Regions from separate parts of the Sus scrofa genome. Here all the other regions are linked to region 1. Evidence: chromatin contacts called from public Hi-C, HiChIP or PLAC-seq and promoter capture Hi-C data. All regions are on one chromosome and are shown on one strand. The core of a region is the stretch at or near the end of the contact, and the rest is flanking DNA. Distances in the headings are between cores, read along the strand shown. Region 1 holds the start of MTBP (mdm2-binding protein). Region 2 has its middle 110 kb from the start of SNTB1. Region 3 has its middle 91 kb from the start of SNTB1. Region 4 holds the start of COL14A1 (collagen alpha-1(XIV) chain). Region 5 holds the start of SNTB1 (beta-1-syntrophin).

Region 1 (2,752 bases), core at 101-2,600:
TTTAAATGCCACTTCTATGCTTATGATTCCTTAATTCACATCTCCATCCTGAACCTCTTTCCTGAACTCTACGCTTGTACTCAACTGCCCATTTGACATAGGCACTACAGTGTTTCCTAAACCATGTGTAACAAAAGATTAGTTCTTTTCCAATCCATTGCAGACCAAATACTGTGATAGAAAAAAACTTTGATAAACAATTAAGATCCTGCCACAATGTCAAATTGCTAGGTTTTTGGTTTTTTTAATGTTTCGTTTTACTTCCTGTATTTACCTCATCAGAGACAAGTAACAGTCCAAGGAAGGAATCACAGCTGGAGCAAGATTAGGCTAAGTGGCTTCTTAGATCAACGTACCCAAAACTGAACTCCTGCTCTTCCTTCTGAACCCTGCTTCAATTTCAGCCTTCCTTATCTCCGCTGATGGAACATCCTTCTGCTTGTTGAAATAAAAAACCTTGGAATAATCCTTGTCTCTTCTTTTACTGTCGGCCCACATTCAATCCTTCAGTAAATCCTACTGGCTCCACCTTGAAAAAGAACGTGACCACTTTTTGGCACTGTTACTAAGCCTGGCTTGTGCCACTAACGTGTGGAGCCTAGATTGTTGCAATAACCTTCAAATAGATTCTTAGCTTGTATCCTCCACCAACCCCCATCTCTAAACAGTCTATTCAGCAGTCAGAGTGCTCCTTTTAACACCCAAGTGAGATTAGTTACTCTTTGGTTCAAAACCTTCCAGTCGGTCCTTACTTTGCTTTGCTCGGTAAATAAAACTCTTACAATAGTCTACCACGCCCAATGTGATTCATCTCATTACCTCTCTGACTTCCTTCCTAATAAGTCTTCCCGAGACAGAGGTGGGCGGGAAGGTGAAGGTGGGAATAAGGGTAGACTGAAAACGGGAGGGTAGGAGTTCCAAGAAAACTACAGCAAGTGGTGGCCAGAATCACAACCCTGGTTCGTGTTTCACCGAGACATCTTCTAGTCCAAGGACCCAGCTTCCTATCCGACTCAGCTTCACTAAATCCGACCTCCTTCTGCCAGCGTAATGAAGCTACAAGACCTTGAACTCACCTGGGGCGCCTTGGAGAAACTCGACATGTTTCCCCAGCAGCAAGACCTTCCCTTTCTCAAGATCCAAGATGTGTCCCGCCGCATCACGGGCTCGGCAGGAAACGCATAGAGCTGAGCATGTCAGTTCCTAGGCCAGCCAACACTCATCTACTTCTCCGCTTTTCTTGCATCGCTTCCAATCTTCCTACAGTAGCAATTCCGCTATGAAGGGAGGAAATGATGCACTTCTTTACAGAATAATCCCCAAAAATAGTTTGCTTGCTGGAAGCTTGCTGGAAAAGCTGCGGAAAATCGGTGGAGAACGCAGTTTCCAGCCGACCTAAGTAGAAGGGAACCGGAAGTGCATCTTTTGCGCGGGACTGTTTGGATTTGGGAGCGGAGACGTGAAACAGGGGCTCAGCTCTGAGAGATGGATCGGTACCTACTTCTTGTGATCTGGGGGGAAGAAAAAGTCCAGTCCGCCGCGGGAGCGGAGGCGGAGCACGAGCCAGGGGTTTCGTCTGTTGTGTGTACCGAGAAGCAGCCGGGTAAGCTCAGGGCTGAGAAAGAGCGGGAACGGTTTTCAGGGAGGAGAAAAAAAAATTGTGATCAAGTTTTGCTGGGGAGGGACATGTATCGAGTTGTCCTAAGAAGGTGTCACTCTATCTGGGATCGACCTGGTAAAGGCTAAAAAAAAAAAAAAAAAAAAAAAAAAAAAACTATCTTCGTGGAAAAATAGGGGCAGATTTGTGGATGCAAGATTCCAGCGCTCCAAAGTTCCCGACACATTAAAAATCTGAGTAAATTCTCTGTGCCGTGGAAATGGAATTTCTGACCTTTGGACAGATATGCATTCAATAAGCAGTTCTGCCTCCTGTGTTCCAAATGCAGGTAATACCTAAGAACGAGATGGAAAAGATCTTACTTTGCTAGAATTTACATCTTAATGGGAAGAGACATTCCGCATAAACTAAGTTAAAAAGCAAATGATAAATTTAAAACAATTCTGATCGCTTGAGATTGCACTGGTTTTTGGTGTTCTTGTCTAGGATCTGCATTTTATTTAGTTTGTTTTGATAGAGTGTCATTTTGAGGAGGAAGTGTATGTGTGGTTGTGTACAGAGTATTGTAACAGGATTTCTCTTTTCCATGTAAAATTATTCTTTGGGGGGAATTTTGGATTTGTGTTAACTGGCAAGCATGTGCAAACCGGGAACTTTACTTGTTTTAACCTTGCTAGCTTTAGATTTAGCATACCAAAATTTGAACAGTGTATAGTTCTTTTATGTACAACATATTGTGCTTAAGAGCCTCTTAGAAAAGGTCTAGATTACATAACTCTTGACTCTGTTAGTTTGCTATTTCTTTTTCAGACTTAAGGGCAGCAAATGTTTATCACCTCCTGAAAAGAAGCATTAGTGCTTCGATTAATCCAGAAGATAGTACTTTCCCTGGTAAGTGTAACATAAATCCCTCTTTTATGGCACAGCATTTGTATTGGAAATACATTTAATTAACTTGGTCACATGGAAATCCAAGGAACACTTGTTGACTGTACACATCACTGATAATAGGGAGGTAGGGAAAGAAATACAAAATGGAAAAGACAGTATCCCTTTCCTCCTGATGCTTGGATGTCAGAAAGTAGTCTTGAAAATTATTTTAGTTTCTCGGTTTGAGTTTTGTTCCCTTTATGA
Region 2 (2,752 bases), core at 93-2,592, 430 kb after region 1:
TTGTGGCTCAGCAGTAATGAAACTGACTGGTAGCCATGAGGACATGGGTTCAATCCCTGGCCTCGCTCAGTGGATCTGGTGTTGCTGTGAGCTGTGGTTAGGTCACAGACGTGGCTCAGATCCCACGTTGCTGTGACTGTGGCTTAGGCCAGCAGCTGCAGCTGCAGCTCCGATTCAGCCCCTAGCCTGGGAACTCATGTGCTGCAGGTGTGGCCCTAAAAAACAAACAAAAAAAGATATAACAAGAACCTACTATATAGTACAGGGTAATCTACTCAATACTGTATAATAAGCTATATGGGAAAAGAGTCTAAAAAAGAATGCGTATGTGTTTATGCATAGCTGATTTACTTTGCTGTGCACCTGAAATGAACACAACCTTCTAAATCAACTATACTCCAATAGAATTTATTAAAAAATAATAATAAAATAAAATAACCTAATGATATGGGCTTATGTTCCTTCAGAATGGACATTTTTCTCTTTAAAAATAGAGTGATAAAAAAAGGAAAATTAATGAAAGATTCTGGTCAAAGTCCTAAGGCTTTCTGTAACTACCAACTTAATTTGTCCCATAAAAGACTGTATAATGATATTTAATTATCCCAATGGTGCTTGCTCTGTTTAGTTTAGGATCTGTAATTTTCCTGGGTTGACATAATAAGAACAAAGAAAGGAGGAGTTATTGATGGGGCAAGAGTGGAGAATGGATTGTTCTATGTCCTTTAAAGGGAGTCTTGAGTGGATTTACCAGGAGAGTAAAATGCACTGTGACAGAAGAGGACATGCTGTGATTCTAGCAGCCACTGAGAAGGTCCTCCTGCCAAAAATAGACCCACCTGCTTGTGGATGTCTCGCATTCCTTTGACTGGGGATAATGCCAGAAAGGCCAGCTGTTCCCTCAGATACTCCTCCCACAGGCTGGCTGAGACTTGAAATTCCAGCCTTGAACTTAAGGCTAAATTTTCCTCCACAATCTACCCCAAAGCACGTATCTCTCTCCCTCCCCTAACTCTCAAATAAAGGGGTTAACAGATATTTACACCACAGTATGAATTATATAGACTTGGGCAAAGAACAGAAATTATGGACGCAGGGGAAGTTTTGGTCCCTTCTTCCCCCCTTTGGTCAAGCCCATAATTGCTTATGAAGTAGTTTCCTTTTTTTTTATAAAATAAGACTAAACCAAACCAACAGGACTCTTGGTAGGGTAAAATTTGACAAATGCCAAGATCTGATTAGCAAAAGGCTAGGGACAACCCAAATGTCTATCAAAGGGAGGCCAGTTAAATAAACTTCGCAGCATTCACACAGGGCCCTATTACACAGCTGTAAAAACCTCTGTGTACTAATAAAGAGGTACAGCCAGGACATACTGTTAAGTAACACAAACAAAATGCATCACAGTGTTTGCACCATGCTATCACTTAGATAAGAAAGGAGGAGTTGGGAGTTCCCTGGTGGCCTAGTGGTTAGGGATCTTGTGTGGTCCCTGCCATGGTGTGGTTTTGACCCTTGGACCAGGAACTTCCACATTCCCTGAGTATGGCAAAACAAAACAAAACAAAAAAAAAAAAAGAAAAAAGAAAAAAAGAAAAAAGAGGAGTCATAGTAAATACATAATTCTTTATAATTTCAGTAGTTGGATAAACCAAAAATTAAAAGTGGAATGGAGGGAGCAAGGAGGGAGAGGACTTGAAGAGCGCACAGGCTTCCCTATGCAACTTACTTTGTTTTTTGACTTTGGAAGCATGGAAATGGTTTACATCATTAAGAACAAAGTTAAATCCATGTGAAAATTTTGCACACCAAAATATAACAAGTCCTAAAACTTTAAACTGGAAAAAAAAAATGAACCAAACTTTATATCAATTCTGTGACATGACCATCTCAAGAATTATTTCAAGTGATTTTAGAACACCTATGTGGATTGTACATTCCTAGGGGAATATGTCCTAAGGATAAAATGAAGTGTAAAAACCTCTTAGACTCAATTCCTTTGGCTAGTTGTTAGTGATATTATATTATTATTTTGAACACCATTATAGGGAAAGCAGGATAAAGCAACTAAGTAATTAAATTAGTGTTCTTAGGGGATGAGATTTTGAGTTTTTTAAAAAAGATAAAATATAAAATAAAGGAATCAATGTAAAAATTCTGTAATCTTTGATTTGAATTAGAAATATCAGTATGAATTTGTGATTTATTTTTCTCTTTCTAAAAACTAAAATTGTCCTAGTCCTGTCCACTGAAAAGACCTAAAAACATGACCAGCTCAGTTTTATTGATCATTCTAGGAACTCAGAATGTAAAATCTAAGTATCATTTCCATCTTAAAGGAACGAGGCTCCTTAGAATAATGGCTAATTTAACATCTAGGGCAGGAAGTGGCTGAGATGAGCCTGGGCCATGTTATTGCGCCCTGAAAGCAAGACTATGAGCCGGAGTTCCAGTTGTGGTGCAGCGGAAATGAATCCAACTAGGAACCATGAGGTTGCAGGTTCAATCTCTGGCCTCACTCAGTGGATTAAGGATCTGGCATTTTGTGAGCTGTGGTATAGGTCGAAGATGAGGCTCAGATCTTGTGTCACTGTGGCTGTGGTGTAGGCCAGCAGCTGTAGCTCCAATTTAACCCCTAGCCTGGGAACCTCCATATACCACTAGTACGGCCCTAAAAAGCAAGAAAACAAAACAAAACAAAAAGACTGTATGAACCAACTTGAGGGAACTTCCACTGACCATATTTGGGAAG
Region 3 (2,752 bases), core at 135-2,634, 410 kb after region 1:
GATTGCACGTACGCTTTGGGAAAGTGGTGAAAGCAGCCAGGTAGTCCAAATGTCACCATATGGACACTGACCCAAGAGGCGGGATGGGCAGATGAAGCTTCTATAACAGCCTATGCCCCAGGGGAAAGACCCCTCCTACATTCACAGTGGCTCTTACCGCGCAAGTGGCAGCTGACCACAGCAGCTGCATTGAGCCCGGACTCTTCTTGGGCTCATGGCTTTGGTGGCCAGGGGGGCATGCGGTAGCACAGCAGGATGCTTGGGTAGTGAATGAGCCAAGGGTGCCTGATGGCTTTTACTCTGAAATAGAGGCAGCTGCAGCTGCATTGAAAGTGTGCAGCCACCGTGGGACTAAATGGCTCTCCTCTCTGCAAAATCGCGGCTAAATATTTGACCTGGGGAAGGCCTGCAGGAGAGTGGTAGCCTGAAAGAGGCCAGAAGAAACTTCTGAAGATGACAAAGAGGGGGCTGGAGCTGGAGCTGGAGAGGTTTAATTTCATTCAAATATTCAAATAGCTAGGTTTGACATTATTTGGTATCCTACATGGGTGAAGAAGAAAGTGTACACCTATCACTGCCTCTCTCCTCAGAATATTCACTGAGGTACGTATTATTAGCTATGTTTTGTGGATCAAGAAACCGAGGTGGAAAAAGATTAAGTGACTTGCTCAAGGTCATGTGGTTGGCAAGTAGGTGGCTACCAATTTGGCCTGTAAGATGTGTTTTCACTGCAAATTGCAGCATCTCTTCTTCAGACCAAGCCTGAACGTGCTAAGTTAACATGTAAGTGCCCAATTTTACCAGAATGAATTATCCATCCCTTTGGGCCATCTGATAACCAGAAGAAGCACATAGCTTGGCAAGGAGACCCTATTGTTACTGCATTTTGTAACAGGCATTATTCGGGTAGAGCAGGATGACCTAAGATGTGGAATGAGATTGCTCCAATGTCTAGGAGCTGCTCCTCTATCCTTTTTTTTTTTTTTTTTTTTTTTAATTTGGCTACACTTGTGGCATGCAGAAGTTCCTGGGCCAGGGATTGAACCCGTGCCACAGCTGTACCCAAAGCCACAGCAATGACAGTGCCAGATCCTTAACAAGTGAGGCCCGAGGGAATTCCATATTCTTATCCTTTTTAGAACACTCAGGTCAAGTGCGGTTAGGCTAGCATAGCAGAATAAAAGTTCACTTGCCTTATAGGCAGCTATTGGCAGGAAGCCCAGCTAACTACGTTCAGAGGCTAACTCAAAAACTGTTTCAGGGGTTGCCAGCAGCAATGAAATGATACTAGGCATGGTTTCTGAACTTGAAATTATAACAGTCCTGTAGTCAGTGACCCTTTATGTGCCTCACCATGAACTCCCTTCTGAGAAAAGCTTACACAACTACTTACTTCAGTGTTTGCCGACTCGGATGCCTACAAGGGTCAGGCCTGTGAATAAATGAGTGAAGCTAGTTTGACAGCAGGGAGATTTCAGGACTGTGTTGAACTGACAGCTTCTGGGACTTTAAACAGGTCACTCAGTACTCAGTATTGGTTGACCGTTAGTGTTTTCTGACACTCCAATTTTTTAAGGGTGGCTGGAAATCTGGGTTTTTAATATGAAAACATTCTATTTAAAAATGTCGGTTGAACATTAAATTGAAAACAAAACTGCATGAGTCAAAACTGTGCAAATCAAAGCAAACCTATCTGTGGCTGGTTCCAGTCTCCATGTTGCAATCAGCACCCTGCACAAAGGTTTCCTGCTTCACTTGCAGCACCACTGTGCCGCCTCCTGCCCCCTGCTGACTGGAGAGGAAATGGCCCTGGGGCGATGGAGTTCTCTTTAGCTTCCCCCAGAAAGGACTGGTGGGAAGCCCAGTACTGGAAGGTCACTGTTTAGCTCAATCAGATTCTTGCTCTCCTGGAACTGGATCAGAAGAAAGAGAGAGTTAAGTCATAGTAACAGGAGGAGAAGAAGCATATCCGGAGACTCACCAAGAAACCATATTCACAGAGCATTCAAACTGGGTGCCTGCTGCTGAGAGGCCGATCACATGATGGAGTGGCTAGCGCTTTTGCTGTGTACAGTGGATGACTAGAGCTAATGCTGTTTTCTGAATGATCAACAGATTTTTCATACTGTCCTGTTGTATCTTTACAATACAACCGACTGTACAAGGTAAACCTGAGTATGTCTGGGAATCCTGTAATTTCAGAGATGCTGATCAATGCCACAGCCTGTGGCCTCATACATATATTCGTTTGTAGAAGAACAACCATTCTTCCTCACAACAATTGCCTCTGATGAACATGTGATCCTGCCCCTCTTGCTGATTGGATAAGCCAGAAATACCTCTGCCAAGTTGAACCAATCAGATTCTATACCATAGTCATGTTGGATCATTCAGGAAAAAGGCCTGAATAGATAATATAAGCTCAGGACTTGAGGCTCTTCTGATGAGATGGCCATTGCTAGTAAAATTCATTAAGACAATTTACAAAGTCCAGCCAGAAGTGACTTCTGCTTCCTTTTCTAGCCTCATCACTCATCTATCTCCCTAGAAACATCCCGGCCTTCTTTCAGGTTGATACAAGGCTGTGATTGTACTGCCTCAGGGCCTTTTCATGTGCTATTCTTTCTTCCCAATGACTAGTTAGCCCCTATGAGGACTTTCAAATCCTAGCCCAACGGTCACTTCTTCAGGGAGATCTATTCTTTTTTTAAAATTTTTAAAATAATAGTTGATTTACAACATTCTGTTAATT
Region 4 (2,752 bases), core at 166-2,665, 320 kb before region 1:
ACTGCATTTGGGAAGTTCTAGTTTAGGCGTGTTAATCTAGGCTGGTTGGGTGTCTTTCTAGTTCCCGCCCTATCCCGAACCCCCAGGCGCCAACACCAGGTGGCGCTCGCATCGTTGCAATGCAGCGAACTGAACCCTTGGATTTTGTCTCCTAAAAAGTTGTACCCGCTGCCTGACCCAAGATAGTCGAGATCACTGGAGCGCGGAAGCAAAACGGCGGTTGTCTCGGGCCCCATCCTGTGGCCAGACTTGAGGCCCATTTGGAAAAGGACCGACGGAAGAAGGGTGGCGGTAGGGGCTGGAGAGGGCCCTTTGCACTCCAACTGTAGGACGAGCGGGGAAGTTCAGAGCACGGTATTAGCGGATTCAAATATCAGAAAATTTGGGGAAAGCAGAGGAGGTGGCTTGGGAAGGTTGGAATATCCGAAGGACTCCCTTGAAAGGGAGTGGGTGGGTCACGGCCCCTTTTTCTGTATTCTCAGTTGGGCATGGTGGAAGCACGTTTGAGGACCCTTTAAGAGTTCCACTTGCCCTGTCTCTCCTCGCCATCATCAGCCTTCAGTGGGAATGAAACACCTGCTTGTCAGTTTTCCAAGACAAGAGAGTATTTTTTCAAAAAAGTGGCTTCTTGATAATTCTCAGTTGTTGTACCTCCCTCGCCAACATTTGTGCGCACACAACAAGCTGGATTGTAAAGACGCCGCGGGAAGGAGAGGGCGGTCGTTCTCAAGGTTAAAAAATGAGTAATGATGACTTTCCAAGGAGCCCAGCGGATGACCGCGCAGGGCCGAATCCCTGGAGACCTAGCGCAGGGCTCTGGCGCGCCTCGTGGTAGAGCCTGGCGGAGGGTGGCCTCCACAGACCAGGACCACCAGGGTGTTTGATAAATGCAGATTCCCTGGGCTAAGCCCAGACCTGTTGAAACAGGATCTCTACGAGTGAGCATATGCACTTTGGGAAGTCCAACCCCTGGACACAGCCAACATGCGTCCTTTAAAGCATACAGAAATGTCTTTTTCAACACTTGTGATTCTCCTGCACATTAAAGTTTGAACATCGCTGCTTTGGCGTTTTATTACCCTTGATCGGGAAAAGGAAAGGAGAGGAGGGGAGAAAAGGTACTACTTCTTTCCAGCGAGTGTGGCTCCCGAGCGCAGGGTCCTTGACCAGGCTGGTATTTGGGAATAGGGAAGTGGGTACACTCGCACCTGCGTAAGGAAGGGCTCCAGATCTGGTAAAGCAATCGCAGGGTCTTCTGGTTCAGCAACAAGCCCCTCGCTAGCCTTGGCGAGAGTGGAGGGGCAGAAGCTGCTCTTTCCTAGCCCGCTGCGGCGCGCACCTGGGGCGGCCGCCAGGTCTGGGCTGGCGCTCGAACGGCGCTGGGCTGGCTCCTCGCAGCATCTTTTGTGGGGCCAGGGTTGGGGAGAAGAGGAGGAGGGAAAGTGTGTGTGTGGGGGGGGACGCTTTAGGGACGTAGGCCTGCCTCCCATCACCCCAACCCCCGCCCCCGCGGCCACCTTCCGCTTTATAATTGGCCGCCGGCGGGCTTTCCTTTCCTCTTATCTGATTCTGGGCAGAAGGGAAGCACTGGAGAAGAGGAGGCGGCTTTGAGTGGCCAGGGCTGGGAGCAGGGGAGAGTAGGGGAGAAGGGGAGGGATAGGGGCCAATTAAAAGGGGGCGAGGGGCGGGAAGCGCGCGAGAGCTGTGCGCCACCACGAACCTGTTCGCGGCGGATCTTGGATCTTCCTTAGGCACCCAGAGGTCCCCTACCTGGGCTGAAACTTTGCTCTGAACAGGTCAGTTCCAGTCTTTCTCTGCTCTTCCTTCGTTCGGCTTTGAAAAGTTTATTGTTGAGGAAGGGAAAGTGGAGAGGGCGAGCCACCTGCAGACGCAGTGCAATTAAGAGACCACCTCTCCTCGCGCCCGCCGGTGATGGCCCCGAACCACTGAGGTGGGATGGGGTAGTGCACCCAGATGCCTCCTCGCAGGGGGTCACTGGACAGGGAGATTGCAGGCACTGTGTGAAGATGCCTTGTGTTGCTCTCAGGAGCTTTTCCCTCTGTGCTTAAGTGCTGTGAGCGCGCGGCGGGAAGGAGCAGGTTTGGCTTCGAGACAGTAAAGACTCCAGCATTTTCAAGTAGAAGGGGCTTCATAAAAGTGACCATTCTGGTGAAAGGGGGGGGGGCTTTAGGGTTTGTTTTGGAGGGATGTATACAAATAGAAAGCACGGGGTTGCTCGGGAGAACAGTCGATGGAGCTCACAGAGGACAAAACTCACCCAGCCCCCAGTGAGTGATTGGCTCTAGGGGCCAGGTGCCAGATGCAAACAAGAGGGAGCACATCGAGCGCATCAATGCAGGATGTTGGCATTAGTAGTAGCTCTTAAACATCTCTGCACCAGGAAGTCTGAATGCTTAGCGCAGTTTTGCTTTGGTGTCTGGATGCAGGAGGTTTCAGCTTTATGATGCACCACCACGCTGTGATATTGGAGGGTCTTCTCCACTCTGGCTTTTCCACCTCTCCCCTCCTCCCCTCCTTTTATCTCTCTGGACTGCTGGCTGCTCTGACCTCCCTAGTTCGCAGCGCATGGACGGAGATACATCTGGTGGAGCTGGGCTTTAGCGTGCACCACACACAGGCAAGACTGGATTAGGGGCCAGCCAAAAGCAGCCGGCACTGGGCCACTGGAGTGGCCTTAGTCCTAAGCAGAGGTCTGAACACTGCCTGCAAGTCCAGGGCACAGGCACTCGGA
Region 5 (2,752 bases), core at 179-2,678, 320 kb after region 1:
GTGCCCCCTTCATGGCCAGTTCTACTTGGGGCCCCTAAGCTACGCTTAGATTTGGCTCCCGTAAAACTGAGACTACGTGAACTACGCCTCCGACCCCGTGCTCTGCACAGAACACGAACTCAAGAAACCCTGCTCACCGAGACTTTGCCTACACCTCTGCTGGGTCAACGCCTCGCAGGTGGGGACAAGTGGCCCCCAAGTGGGTCAAAGTTGTCAAAACTCCGCCACCCGCGCCCGGCGGTCCCCTGGGGTGTGGCGGCACGTGGGTGGGTGTGAGGATGCGGCGGGAGGAGGCGGTTGGGGTGTGCGTATCCCAGGCAGCCCGCGCAGCGTTAACCCCTCACCTTCCAGCAGCACTTCCTTGCCAGCGCGCTTCAGCGCCTGCACCGCCTCGTCGTGGGTGGCGTCCCGCAGGTCGGCCCCGTTCACAGACAGGATGGCGTCGCCCACGTACAGGGCTTGGGTCTGGTCCGCCGCCAGCCCCTTGAAGATCTTGCTGATGAGGATGGGCATCTTGTTCTCCTTGCCCCCCTTGATGCTGATGCCCAGCCCGCCCAGCTCCTGCTTCAGCACCTTCACGCCGCGCTTCTGGTTAGAGATGGACTCGGGCACCTGCTCCGGCAGGTCGGTGAAGGCGGTGCGGACCCCGGCGGGAGAGTCCGGGGGCTGCGCGCCGCCTGCGCCTGGGTGCCCGGGGCCGGCGCCCCTGCAGAACGAGCCATTGGTGGCGGTCCCGATGCCGTTGTACGCCGCAGCGCCTTCCTCGCAGCTCAGAACCAGGGCGTCTTCGCTCAAGTTCACCAGAACTTTGTGCCAGCGATCCCGCACCAAAACTTCCAGCAGCCCGCTCCGCTGCGCCCGGCCGCCTCCCCCGCCGGCCGGCCCCGCTGCCACTGCCGCTGCCGCCGCCGCTGCTACCGCCATCTTTCCGGCATTCTTAAAATGCCGTGCGATTGCAAAAGGGGGGAAAAGTGGGGAAGGGTTGCTCGGGGAGCGAGGAGAGCGCGCCCGGCAGGGAGGAGGCGGGACGCGGGACTCCGCTCCGCGACTTCGCTGGAGCGCCCGGCGCGAGTTGGCAGCCGCAGTCGGCAGCTTCCCCCTGGCCTGATCCCGGGCGGGGTGGAGCTACCTAAAAGAAGAAGGAGAGACAGAAACAGTGGAGGGGGGCAGCCAGCTGCCAGTTGCAAAACCCCAAACCCAAGGGAAGCCGCGAAACAGCTAAGCGCGGGGGAGGTTCGGAGGGGGAGTCCCTCGCCGGGAAGGGCGGGGACCCAGCGCCTGGCGGCCGCTCACCTGTTCCAGCCGCCGCAGCCTCGGCGGTCACACGCCGCGCGTCCTCTCAGACCCTCCCCGCCTCCGTGCTCTGAGCGCACGTCGCCGCAGGGACAGCTTCCCTCCACCCCGCCCCCAGCCGTCTCTCGTCCACTCACCCTTCTCCCTCGGCGCCTATTCCGCACCCCGCACGGTCTGGGTGTCCTGCCTTGGTCCGCTCACTGGATGCTCTGAAGCCCCCTATCACACCCTCTGTCGAACGGTCTCTCCGCCCTAACCCCTAATTGGGTCTAGTCTCTTCACTCTGGCTTCCAAAAGCCAAGTCTTGGCTTCGGTTCTTACCTGTCTCTCCTTTCCGCAGAGGCTCTCAGGTGGGCTCAGACCAGACGGACAGCCTGGGTTCCCTGAAAGGCAAGAGGGAAGGTTGTCCCAGGAACCCAGGATGAAATGTCAGCATAACCCCAGTGCAGGGAAACTTCTCCTTAAATGCAGGACATCTTTTCTGCTAGGTCTCTGAAGAGGTGTCTCTATGGCTGCGGTTTTCAGCAGGTCACTGTTGGCCCCAGACCCCAGGGACAATTTTTCTTCCTGCCCTAGTACATTACATGCTCTCTGCTCCTGATCTATCCTCTCCCGCCCCAGCAATGCCACGCCAAATGCTTCCTGGGACTTTGTCTGTCTTCCCTGGGTCCAATAGAAAAAAGTCCACTATTTAAGAACTCGGTTGCAATGGATTGTTATCTCAGAAGTTCCTTTCTGAGTGACTTGGAACTCAAGCTGCTTTTTCCTGGGAAACGATATTATAAATTATTGGTTATCTTCCCAGGCCAATCCAGAAGTGCCAACACATGTCTTAGATGAATCTCCCAGAATCCTCCTGGTCCTGGAAACTCTCAGGGGTCCTCCACCCTATGCACATCTCAGGGAGCTCTGGAAGTGTTTCATTCATCTCATCTACCTTCCTTTCCACTTCTTTCTGTGCTTTCTTTGAAACCAAACCAAACCCAAATTCACAAATCAGAGAATTCCTAAAGGTAAATGCAACCCAGCAAGGTGTCAGGAGGAAAGAAATCTTATTGAACACATTGCCACTGAGCTGATGAACAGCATCATTGAAAGTTCTCTAACCCTTCTCAAATGACTCACATTTTTAATTGTGAATGTTTAAAAACACAGAGCAATTCCCAATCTCCAGAGCCTGGGTGGTTGGTATTCCAGGCAGGTGCCAGAAATGAAATGAAAACATTTGGATTTTTCTTTCTTTCTTTTTTTTTTTTTTTATAAGTCACTACAGGTAGGTCATGAGAAACTCTTAGGTTTATACTTCTACTTACAGAATCCTTATTGCCTATATTTCTAACCAGTGTTCCGGAAGCTCTTTATTCATTCAGGTAAAGGTACCCAGGGACAGCAGTACCAGGATCAGTCAAGGAGCTATGAGGGGTGGGACCACGGTATTGGGTGGTAAAACCAGCTGAGG

Evidence for each region. Promoter capture Hi-C pulls out the DNA fragments that hold promoters and counts their contacts. Hi-C and Micro-C count contacts between places; a contact is called where the count stands out from the background. HiChIP or PLAC-seq counts read pairs in DNA pulled down with a chosen protein or histone mark.
Region 2: a contact with region 1 is called in a Hi-C map of skeletal muscle, with 9 times the contacts expected there. The contact joins the enhancer-like site here to the promoter of MTBP in region 1. A contact is called at or near these places in 3 of 5 promoter capture datasets (fetal skeletal muscle, liver and skeletal muscle), 24 of 47 Hi-C or Micro-C datasets (adipose tissue, alveolar macrophages, brain and 13 more) and 1 of 2 datasets of contacts at active chromatin or transcription factors (skeletal muscle).
Region 3: a contact with region 1 is called in a promoter capture Hi-C map of liver, with 5 times the contacts expected there. The contact joins the enhancer-like site here to the promoter of MTBP in region 1. A contact is called at or near these places in 3 of 5 promoter capture datasets (fetal skeletal muscle, liver and skeletal muscle), 10 of 47 Hi-C or Micro-C datasets (blood, fetal skeletal muscle, fibroblasts and 5 more) and 1 of 2 datasets of contacts at active chromatin or transcription factors (skeletal muscle).
Region 4: an H3K27ac HiChIP or PLAC-seq map of skeletal muscle shows a contact between it and region 1, with 9 times the contacts expected there. The contact joins the promoter of COL14A1 here to the promoter of MTBP in region 1. A contact is called at or near these places in 1 of 5 promoter capture datasets (fetal skeletal muscle), 1 of 47 Hi-C or Micro-C datasets (embryonic fibroblasts) and 2 of 2 datasets of contacts at active chromatin or transcription factors (alveolar macrophages and skeletal muscle).
Region 5: a contact with region 1 is called in a Hi-C map of skeletal muscle, with 2.7 times the contacts expected there. The contact joins the promoter of SNTB1 here to the promoter of MTBP in region 1. A contact is called at or near these places in 1 of 5 promoter capture datasets (liver), 10 of 47 Hi-C or Micro-C datasets (alveolar macrophages, embryonic fibroblasts, epiblast stem cells and 5 more) and 1 of 2 datasets of contacts at active chromatin or transcription factors (skeletal muscle).

The regions. Positions count from the first base shown.
Region 1 is chr4:18,607,300-18,610,051 of Sscrofa11.1, reverse strand. MTBP (mdm2-binding protein) reads left to right here and starts at 1,350. Exons shown (of 22, transcript XM_021088982.1): 1 at 1,350-1,603; 2 at 2,429-2,509. The coding sequence starts at 1,486. MRPL13 (mitochondrial ribosomal protein L13) reads right to left here and starts at 1,133. Exons shown (of 7, transcript NM_001243415.1): 1 at 1,077-1,133. The coding sequence starts at 1,103.
Region 2 is chr4:18,177,596-18,180,347 of Sscrofa11.1, reverse strand. No RefSeq gene overlaps it. Among named protein-coding and RNA genes, the nearest start is that of SNTB1, 110 kb to the left of the region's middle. Within about 2 kb of position 1,342, at least 11 of the 83 cell types and tissues checked have an H3K27ac peak or open chromatin away from gene starts, as enhancers often do. A contact at or near this core is called in fetal skeletal muscle and skeletal muscle, where this site is marked.
Region 3 is chr4:18,195,918-18,198,669 of Sscrofa11.1, reverse strand. No RefSeq gene overlaps it. Among named protein-coding and RNA genes, the nearest start is that of SNTB1, 91 kb to the left of the region's middle. Within about 2 kb of position 1,384, at least 13 of the 83 cell types and tissues checked have an H3K27ac peak or open chromatin away from gene starts, as enhancers often do. A contact at or near this core is called in fetal skeletal muscle, liver and skeletal muscle, where this site is marked.
Region 4 is chr4:18,923,774-18,926,525 of Sscrofa11.1, reverse strand. It overlaps COL14A1 (collagen alpha-1(XIV) chain), which reads left to right and starts at 1,415. Exons shown (of 48, transcript XM_013996512.2): 1 at 1,415-1,796.
Region 5 is chr4:18,287,432-18,290,183 of Sscrofa11.1, reverse strand. It overlaps SNTB1 (beta-1-syntrophin), which reads right to left and starts at 1,428. Exons shown (of 8, transcript XM_021088981.1): 1 at 1,294-1,428; 2 at 345-1,129. The coding sequence starts at 924.